Linked DNA regions of Drosophila melanogaster: region 2 is linked to region 1. Evidence: chromatin contacts called from public Hi-C data. All regions are on one chromosome and are shown on one strand. Each heading gives the region's core, a stretch centred on a gene start, on an enhancer-like site or on the middle of the called end of the contact. The rest is flanking DNA. Distances are from core to core; before and after follow the strand shown. Region 1 overlaps Imp (IGF-II mRNA-binding protein). Region 2 overlaps dlg1 (discs large 1).

The links. Hi-C and Micro-C count contacts between places; a contact is called where the count stands out from the background.
Region 2: a contact with region 1 is called in a Hi-C map of the OSC cell line, with 3 times the contacts expected there. The contact joins two enhancer-like sites.

Annotation. Positions count from the first base shown.
Region 1 is chrX:10,798,332-10,803,563 of dm6, forward strand. Imp (IGF-II mRNA-binding protein) reads right to left here. Exons shown (of 7, transcript NM_167253.3): 4 at 288-662; 5 at 1-213. Among named protein-coding and RNA genes, the nearest start is that of lncRNA:CR45204, 4.7 kb to the left of the region's middle. Within about 2 kb of position 3,455, at least 39 of the 39 cell types and tissues checked have an H3K27ac peak or open chromatin away from gene starts, as enhancers often do. A contact at or near this core is called in the OSC cell line, where this site is marked.
Region 2 is chrX:11,377,018-11,381,656 of dm6, forward strand. The region is part of intron 3 of dlg1 (discs large 1); the gene reads left to right. Among named protein-coding and RNA genes, the nearest start is that of dlg1, 9.7 kb to the left of the region's middle. Within about 2 kb of position 3,149, at least 11 of the 39 cell types and tissues checked have an H3K27ac peak or open chromatin away from gene starts, as enhancers often do. A contact at or near this core is called in the OSC cell line, where this site is marked.

The DNA of each region.
Region 1 (5,232 bases), core at 2,205-4,704:
TTGGTGCTAATTTGGTTCTCAGCACGCGACATGTTCTCAATTAATCCCTTGACCGTAATGATTCGCTCCAAATTGAAGCTGTTGATGTCGTTGATAGAGCTGACAGTGATCTTCGTATCGGTGTCCTGCATGATCCGTTTAATGGTATTGCCCGACTTGCCAATGATTCGTCCAATCAAATTGTTGTGGGCGAGTATTTTGAGGCAAATTTCACTGCATTCCGGGGAGAGTTCACTATTAGTTATATTAATATTTGATAATATCGTTTAGAAGCTACAGCAACTTACCCCTTATTCGTAGAGATGGCCTCCTGCTGCATAACTTCCAGGATGCGCTTACAGGCGTTGGTGCAGTTCTCCGGATTGCCATAGATCGTAATCGATTTCTCCAGCGATCCAACATTCTCCTTACGATGGACGTCGACGCGAGCACGGCTCTGTTGTGTGATCGTCCTGATGGTGCTGCCCTGTCGACCAATGATGGCGCCCACCATTTCGCTCTGCACAAGAATGCGCAGCGGAAAGTCCGCCTGGCGTCCGGGACCGGGCATACCCGGATACGGATTGCGCTGGTTACGCTGGCTACGCCGCTGGTTCTTGTCCAGCTGCTCGGCATGCAGCTTGCTGCCCTCGAACTCGACACCGTTCAGACCAACAGCAGCTCTGTGTGGGCGAAGGAATTGTTGGGAGAATAATTGATTAGTCATGTATGTTTCGCCACCAACTCAGCTGCAATGCAATGTTCTATGAAAAATTTCAGCTAATATCCTATCTAGATTTGCCATGTCTCATACTCCAATAAAGTATACACATGTTGGTGAAGGCATGCAGCAATTCGGTTAAAATTCAGTTTACAAAAATATGCATGTCTGCACCTTTTAAACACTTGGCTAGCGATCCAATTAAAAGACATTCATGGAAATGGTATGAAATCAGCAAAGTTTAGTTTAATGAAATTGTATTTACATGAATTTATCCAGGTGTATCATGTTCCTTCACATTTAATTTAATTTGAGAACTGACTGCAAACAAATTCCATGTGAATCAATAAAAGTTCATTTCACATAATAATGGTTTTTGGCAAAATCTTGATCAAAATTTGGAATAACCATGGCCAATTTAGATGATGGAAGAAACAACTAAATATGGGAATATAGGTAGGTAGGTACATAGGTAATTAAGCCACACACAACGCATCCATCCTGCACAGATCCCAATAAATATAGCCCCCCAAATCTTCGCATCCCCGCCCAATGCAACGATATGCAACTACCTATGTATATCTAAGCCCAAAACAAGACTCCCATGGAAAACCTCATAGAAATCAATGGTTTTTCATGAGAGATCTGCAAATCCCCTTAAAAGAGATTGAATTTAGGTGAATAGTAGTAGTTTTAGATGAGTAGTTTTGAGTATATACCTTTGCGCCTGCTCAGGATTTTCGAATGTTATATGTACTGTTTGAGTATTTTGATCCTTACTAGAAATAGCCTCACACTGTTTGACGATGCCATAGGGCTTCAGTAGCGGTTCGATGTCTTCGAAACGTGTTTGCATCGGTATGCCGCTTATTAAGATTTTTGATGTCGTAACACTGTGAAGAAAATAGCGTAAAAACACACAAGAACAAGAAAAACAAACAAACACAAAAGAAACAAAAATAGTAGTAGTTGTAGTAAGTAGAAGTAAGTGGCAGTGGCAGTGGCAGTGGTAGTGATGATAGTAGAAGTCCAAAAACAAGAGAGGAGGGGGACGCAAGTGGGTGAGTTGGGCGGAAAATGGGAAAATGAATTAGATAAGAAAATATATGCGCGAATAAAGAAAAGTTGTAAGTAGTTGTGGTGGTAGTAGTAGTAGTAGTAGTAGTAGTAGCAGTAGTTAGGAGAAAGCAGTCGGTTAAAGAGAGCAATGTCGAGTAGCTAAACAAGTGGTGCCAGAATTGAAGCGAAAATAGTTCGAAAAATCTCTAATATCAGTCAAAAATCTTGCAGAACAAAACCCCGTCTAGAACTATGAAGACTGTTTGTAGCTTGAATAATATTTCGTTATAATTTTTAGATTCTTCACCCGTATTCTGGCAGCACTGAGAGAATACAGATAAAGATGAACGCAAAGACAGAGCGAGATCAAGCAGCGAACTAGCATTTAAGGAGTTTTTTTTTTAGCGAGCGAGATTACAAATGATTTGGGTTCGAATTTACATATATGTATATGAATATCATTAGGATGGCAGTGGGTATTTTTGGGATGGGAAGTTAGGCCAACAGATGCAAAACAGAAGTTAAGAATGCAAATATCTTGACGCTGTATGCGTTTTTGCAATAATGCTGTGCAATAATGAATATATTAAAATCCGAAGCAGGGCACAAGGATCATAATTGTGATGGAGTGCATAAAATTAAGAGAAATACTATTCATTTCATCTGCCAATGTGATACTCCTACCCGCAGAAAATTCAATTGCTTACTTTAAAAAAAATTTCATAGATAGGTGGTGTTTTAAGAATGTCTGATTTTTATAGATTCAATTGTAATAATAATGGGAAAGAGCAAAAGCAAATGACCAAGCAATTTGTTTACACAGAAATAAGAGGGTATGCATATTATTGGGGTTTACGATATTATTACAATTATTAATTTAAATTTACAGTCTATACTGTAATGTTATAAGTAACATAAATAAGTTGAAGATTATTGAAATTTTTCAATTCCGATTTTAGATTTTAACATTGTCTCCCGTTGTTGTTGATCTCCGAAGAGTCCAAAAAAAGAAGAGTAAAATAAAAATAAGAACGAGAGAGGAAGACGACGGTGAGGGCAAACGCCAACGACGCCTGGAATGTTGCACATTTAATATCGTGTTTATTTTTCTTGGAAGTGATTTCTCTCCCGTCGCCAACAGGATAACAAAAAAAAAACACACATAGAAACAACAACAATGGGGCAAGAAAGTGGGGGAAAAAGAGAATAAGACGGGATAGAAGAGAGAAGAGCCAACAAGACGAGACGAGAAAAAATTGAAAAAAGAAGAGAAGACGCGTGGAGCTGGCTCATTTCGTTTCTCGTTCTTCCCCCTGCGTAAAATCGTTTGCTTTAGTGAGTCTGGCACTTTTCTTAATTAACAGTTTACATTTTTTCGGTTCTCACACACTTTGCTCGTGGCTTTAACTCCGTTTTCATGAATGATCCCTAATTAGCTGTCAAGCCGAATGCAGGAATGTCCAACTATGTACAGCTGTGTTCAAAAAATTAGTGCGACAAACAAAATGAGGACGCCCAAAAATCAAGACAAATAAATGTAAGTTAACAAATGCTTGTTCGTTAGTTTGGCTGTATATAAATTAACATAGCGATCATCTGCTCTTAGTAACTGTAAATTACGACTTGAGCAGAGTGAAGAGAGAGCACGCGAGAGAGCATACATAGGTGAAAGATGCATTCGCATTCCGACATTCCAGCATTCCAATCCCGTTTGCCATTCACAAGAGTTGTTTGCTATTTTCTCCACACTCCCTGCACTCCCGCTTAGCTTTGACCGGTTTTTTCATTTTTGTTTTTATTCGTTTATGCCAGCACATTTCTCAGGCGATTTCTCGACTGGGCGCTGTTGCGCTTTTTCCAGGAAGCGCATGCGAAACGTGTACATTTTGCCACCGTTTGCTATTTCTTCTCGTCGCCTTCTTCGTCTTTTTCATGTTACTGAACTGAAAATCTTGCACTTCGATATTCCCATTCCTTCCATCCAGTGGCTGTCAAACTGTGTCGGCTAACTGTAATTGCTGAGCATGCGTCACAACATCTGCCTATGTGGTTTGTTGTTATTTTTGTTGCTCTTTTCAATGCAAATGACAAGTTGCAGTTCGTTGACGTTGCGTTATGTTGTTGTTGTTCGTTTTTCTGCGTCTAGTACACCGGCTGCATCCAATAAGAGAGGAGAGCGCATCGTTTTCTCCCGCTCCCGCTTATCACTCTTCACTACGGCGCCCTGCCTCTGTCCCACTCACACTCATTAGGCACTAGTCAGTGCAACAATTTTACATTTTTGTTTTTGTTTTATGCCGTGGTTGTTTTCATATAACCAGGTGTGCACACATGTGTATGTGTGAATGTTGTTTCTTTTACCTGACATGTGACCGATTCTAAGCAAATGACCTCTGGCGCAATCACACAAACACACGCGCACACCTGGTAAGGCTTTCTTGCCGTTTTTTTTAGTTTTGTTATCAAAGAGCGACCTTAATGCGAAACAGTTGCGTGCGGAAATATAGGTATTTTGCAATTATCGCTAGCACTTTAATGGAAAATTAATTAATACTAATAATTAATTTAATTAATAATTATCTATATATTAGAGTTCGATAAAAAAGGTCAAACAAAACAATTAAATAGAAAGTTTATTTATCCGATTTTTATCTAAAAGGGTAATATGAACCTAGTTTTAAATACAATCATACGCAACCGATAAGGCTGTAGTTGTCACTATTTTTTTTAACACGGCTGTAGCACATGCACACAAAAGATGTATACACCGCCAAATCCAATCAATATACTTTGTATGTATGGTTGTGTACGCCATGCGGCGCCCTCGCGTATTTATTTTTGGTATGTTTTCTTTTCTTCTTTTAGCTTTTATCTCTCTCATATAAAAAGGCGGTGCACTGTGCACTCCCACTAGTACACACACTCATGCAATCACCCACAGATGCTGCTTTATCAGTACACACATTGCATTGCGTGGACATGTGTGTGTGTGTGTGTGTGTGTGTGTGTGTGTGTGTGTGTGTGTGTAATGCGTTGTGTGGTTGCCTTCATCCCATGCTCTTTGTTTTTCTTTCATTCTTTTTTGTATAATTTTTATGAATGAAAAAATCGGAAATCTGCTGGCTGATTTTGTTCCGTTCTTTTTGATTGCAACTTTATTTTTGTCTCATGAATAAATGAATGCTTGGTATTTAAACTGCACTGAATGACGCATGTGCCACACACATATGTATATATGCATGGGAGTGTGATGTACGTTTTGTAGCATATGCATTTATGTGAGTAGTTGTTGTTCTATTTTCATGACACATTCCACAAGTTGCTGCTTGTCGGGAAAAACAAACACACACATTTGCGATCGCATAGACTAAGGTTAGTTTTCTTGCATTTTCTTTTGCCAAGCTTATCTATGCATTTCCCCCTCCATCATTTCTTTGAAACGACCATGGTGAAAATAGGAAAAAATAAAGTGC
Region 2 (4,639 bases), core at 1,899-4,398, 580 kb after region 1:
ATATGTATATCTTAGACGCTATTCGCGTCGCTCGTAAGTTTTTGCCTTTAAAAATATCTAAATAATTGCCGCTAGATAAGTGCATTTTTGTGAAATACTTTATTATATAGGTCAGTGTGCTAAATAAGTTTTTCACAAGTTCGTTATAAGCAAGAGCCTTAACCAAGCTCATCATCATCGTCTATTGATTCTGAAACTTTAAACGCAAACAAAGTTGCGAACTTTGTGCCAAGATTGTTAGAAAGTAGTTGATGAGCCGGAAAGAAAGATCCTTGAAAAGTAGTTCTTATCTGTGCAGTTGTCTATCGTCCATTGCCTATCGCCTATCGATTTTCTTGTCCCTCCCCTCGCGTTGCAAATTATTTTCACTTGACAAGCAAGCAGTGAGCACAAAGTAGCAACAAAGGGAATTGCAGCAACAGCGACAGCAAAACGATAATATTGCATAGGATTTGGGTCAAATAGACCAAGCAGCGCAGCGCAATGGAAACAGCAAGCGTCCCATAGTAATGCGGCTAATTCAGCTTGTTTTTTTTTTCTTTACCGACTCTGGTTACTCAAAAGGGTCGATAGACGGCCTGATTAGTGCTCCAGTTGCATCATGGAGTGCATTTTGGTGGCATATGGCGAAGGAGCCATTGATTTTCACTAGCAACTTGTTGGTTTCCCTCATATTACCTATAGTCTCAAGCTTAAGATGAACCTAATTATCACTATAACTAAATACTTTCCTATTAAGAAAAGTTAATTTCCCTGCCATTGTTGCCTTATCATTGTATATTTAAGCAGTTTTTTAAGCCGTTCCCATTTATTGAGACATTTTTGCCCAAGATTTGACAGCTTGTTTTTCTCATTTGACAGTTTTGTCTGGATTAGCTCTTAGCTACTTTTGGATTTTTGGCAGCACTGTTTGCAGTACACTTTTTTTTTTGCTCGCCCATCTTTTCTTTTTTTCAGCAACGTATCCGCCTCTCATCTCTCTCTGTCCATATGTCCATCCATTTCGAGACGGGCGGTTGGTTTGCAGTTGTCTGTTTTGTGGGTCTTGCCTGTTGTATAATTTGCAAAAGTTCTGCTCTACCGCCGTGCTCCATCTCATTCTAGTCCCCTATGGCTCTCTCCCGCTCGCTCCGCGTCTCGCTCTGTGACCCCGTCCCTTTCTATTGGACCCCTGGGTGCAAATTGTGTTGCCCGCTGTCAGTGGCAGTTGCATAATCCTTTTCGTTTCGTTTCGCTTGGGTCCTCTCCCCCTACCTCTTTCCATTCTTCCCATTGTTTTGGTTCTTCTTGTCCCTATTCCTCTTGTTCGGCGTATCCCGCTGGTGCTTCCTCTTCTCCCGTTATCGTTACAGTTTCAGTGGCTGCGCTTGGCGTGTCAGAAATGTTAAACGGCTAACAAGCACACACAAACTCAAATGCAAACAAGCCAAACACGTGACACGTTAGAAAACAGGAGCTTTTGTATGGCCAAACACAAGGGTGGACCTTAACTTAAAAACTCGCAGGGTCGCACTTCGACAGAACATGATCAGTCACGTCGCTCTGCTAGTTTAGAAGGAAAGCTAAACTAAATTGAAGAAGAGAGTTTTTAAACACGATGCCAGTACTTGATTTTTCTTATGATAGATATGGGTCACATGTATTACGATAAAAAGAGTTCACAGCCTTGAAATCAACCCACAGTTAAGGTCCACCCAAGGGAATTTGAGGTGGTGTATGCATGTGTGTGCGTGTGAAATAATTAACAAGGTATTAGCCGCATCCCAAACACCCGAAACGTATGTGTGTGTGTGTGTGTTTTGGGTATAGTATCAAACTTGAGGTTAGATTCCAGTCTCTTTCCGTCTCTTTCCCGCTTTTGTTGAACATATTTGCATTGAATCTGTTATGCTGTAATAACACTGAAAACATTTCAACTGCGTTTGAAAGCACTACTACTGTGCAACCGAATAACACTGCGTATGAGTAATATCGTTGGAAAAACTATGTTTGGGCATCAGAGTTTGATTTTTTTTTGCCATAGTTTTTGGCTTGGTTCTCAGTGTTGCACAGGCACCACAATTGACACTCAAGTTGAAGCGAAGGATAGAGATAAGGATGCGCCAGGGGTTGTGTGCGGGACGGGGGGGGGCAAAAGGTCATGAAGAGCCATGTGCGGGCGAAATCCCAATTTAATTGGCCTAGAATTGGAATCATCTGCAGCACACTTACATTTACATACATACACTAGTGTATATGTTTACGAGTGAGATACGATTGCGGTCAAGCGAATAAAACCACTATACGTGAGATAAACTGTAACAAGCATAAGATATTAATTTTTAAATCTATACGCAGCTTACTATAAGTCAATAAGTTATTTGCTACTTTAAGTTACATAAATTGTGATTGAAATCGCTGCTATTATTATCCCCTGCTATTGTAAATGATACATACATATGTATGCAAATATATTGTGGATACTTTTGAGGGGTCTTATCGATTTCCTGGAATTCCCCACAGCGAGATGAAGATAGAGAGAGATGGTGTAACCTGAAGTTTAGCATCTCTTTTTCAACGGCATTGGCATTCAGCTGAGGCCAGCTAAAAAATGTGGCCGCAATAAAAAATAAAACAAACACAAATACCGATGAAAAACATGCAGAACACAAATTGAAGGCACACAAATAATGGAGGAATGAAAAAAATAACAATGCTTAAAAGGGCATTTTCGGGAAAGCATTCTAAAGCATTCGATAACTCATTTTGAGTTCAAGTGGCCGAATCCATTGCATAACGTGGTACAGTGGTCTCTCGATAAAATACAGGCAATTCTCCATTGAAGATTTACAAATTTTAAGCAACTTCTTGTATATATGCTAAGCTGCTTGTTTAATCGTAGGGCCAACATATATTTTTTTAGGTATCTGAAGCTTGTAATAATGTTCGAAAACGTTTTCGAAAGTTTCGTCTGCTTGATTAATATTAGTAGGGTGTTTCTTTTCAGCTTTGCAAATTTGAAATATTTAGTTTCAAATTGCCTTGCACAGTTCCCCCGGGAAACCTTTAGTTTCCCAGTGAGCTGTACTTTATGTACACACATTTCAATGACTGCGCGTACTTTTCCATGCAATATATTGGTGGCCCAGCAATGCCCCATGGAATTACGTGCTCTCTCTCTCTCTCTCTCTCGTTCTATCCGACCAGCTGTCTCGCTTGCTCTTTTTGGGGCTGCCCTGTTTTGGGGCGCAGGAAATTAAATGGGCGCCATGGATTTCGTTTCAATTTTGCTTCTTTTTTTTTCTCCCTGAAAAGTCGGATTTTAGTTTCCCCCATTTGGGCCACTTGACTGCTGTTGAAGCGAAACATATTGGCAGCAGCATATGGGTATATTGTGTGTTCGTATAAGCACAGCCACACCCCCAACGCCCATTCCCTTCCGCTGTCAGTGGCGGCGTCAGTTTGCATTGAAATGTATGCATTCGAGATGCATTCTGACAGTTTCTGATTTCCGCTTCCCGAGCAAAAGCTGCTCGATGCCTCCTATGGCACTGCACTAAGCCAACAATTAAAGCCCATTTCACACCGACGGACAATGTGAATTTAAAGAAGCTGGCTGGTTTAGTGGAGGATTAAATAATGTAATATCTATGAAACAATTAAGGCGACACTTGATTTTAAAAATGTATGTAAGCATTGAAAAATTTTTGAATTCAATATTTACTGATTTGTCTTTAAAGAATGATAACATCTAAATGTTATTTAACTTATGCATCAAGTTGTTTAACTTGATTTTTCCGATCACTCGGCGGTTGGTTGTTGCATTTTTCTCAGTGTACTTTCGCACCACAAGTTAACTGCAGAATGCCAACAAAGTTTTCGATCCGTTTGTTTATTCGTTCGATTGCACTTTAGTTGCTTGTTGTCGTTATTCAATGTGTTCAACTTTATTAACCGCAGTGGCCCCTTTTTTTTTGTTATTTATTCCCTGTTTGTTTTCACAATCCAAGAATCCGTTCTGGTGTGAAGGAGTTATTTACTCAGCAGCTCTCGCTCGAATTTGAGCTTGATTTTTTCCTTTTCCGCTGAGTAGGCAATCAAAAGCAAGTTCGATTCGGAAATATCGAAAAAAATACAAACAACAGCCTTAAAAACGGTCGATAAGCTGCCCATTTGAATAGAGTTTCTTCTCGGAAGGAACAATCATGTGTGAGGTAAGCAAATTTGTATTCCGATTAAATGGCCAAATTGTCTAACTCGTTGTCTTTTCTTTCAGAATTGAAATTGAAAGAATTTGAGTATTGGAAGAAAACTTTTTATCTACACGCAAACATGGCAGAATTTGCAGAAAACGCGTCATCAATGACGAAAAATTAAATAATATTTATGAAGTAGATAGAAAGAGCAGAGCTGAAGTATTTGTATATTGCAATACAAGTCTATTGATTATATATTGATAGCATATATTAAATACATATTAAATTTAGTTTTTTTTTGCTTGTAAAAATGTATGACATTCTCGTGTCATTCTGAAACGACAGAAACCTGCTCATAAGATGTTTTTAAAACTAAAATTGAATATTATAAAAATGTAGAATAGAAACAAGAATTGAATATACTTCAAATGTAGAATGGAAAACATCTTTGTAGCGATACCTGT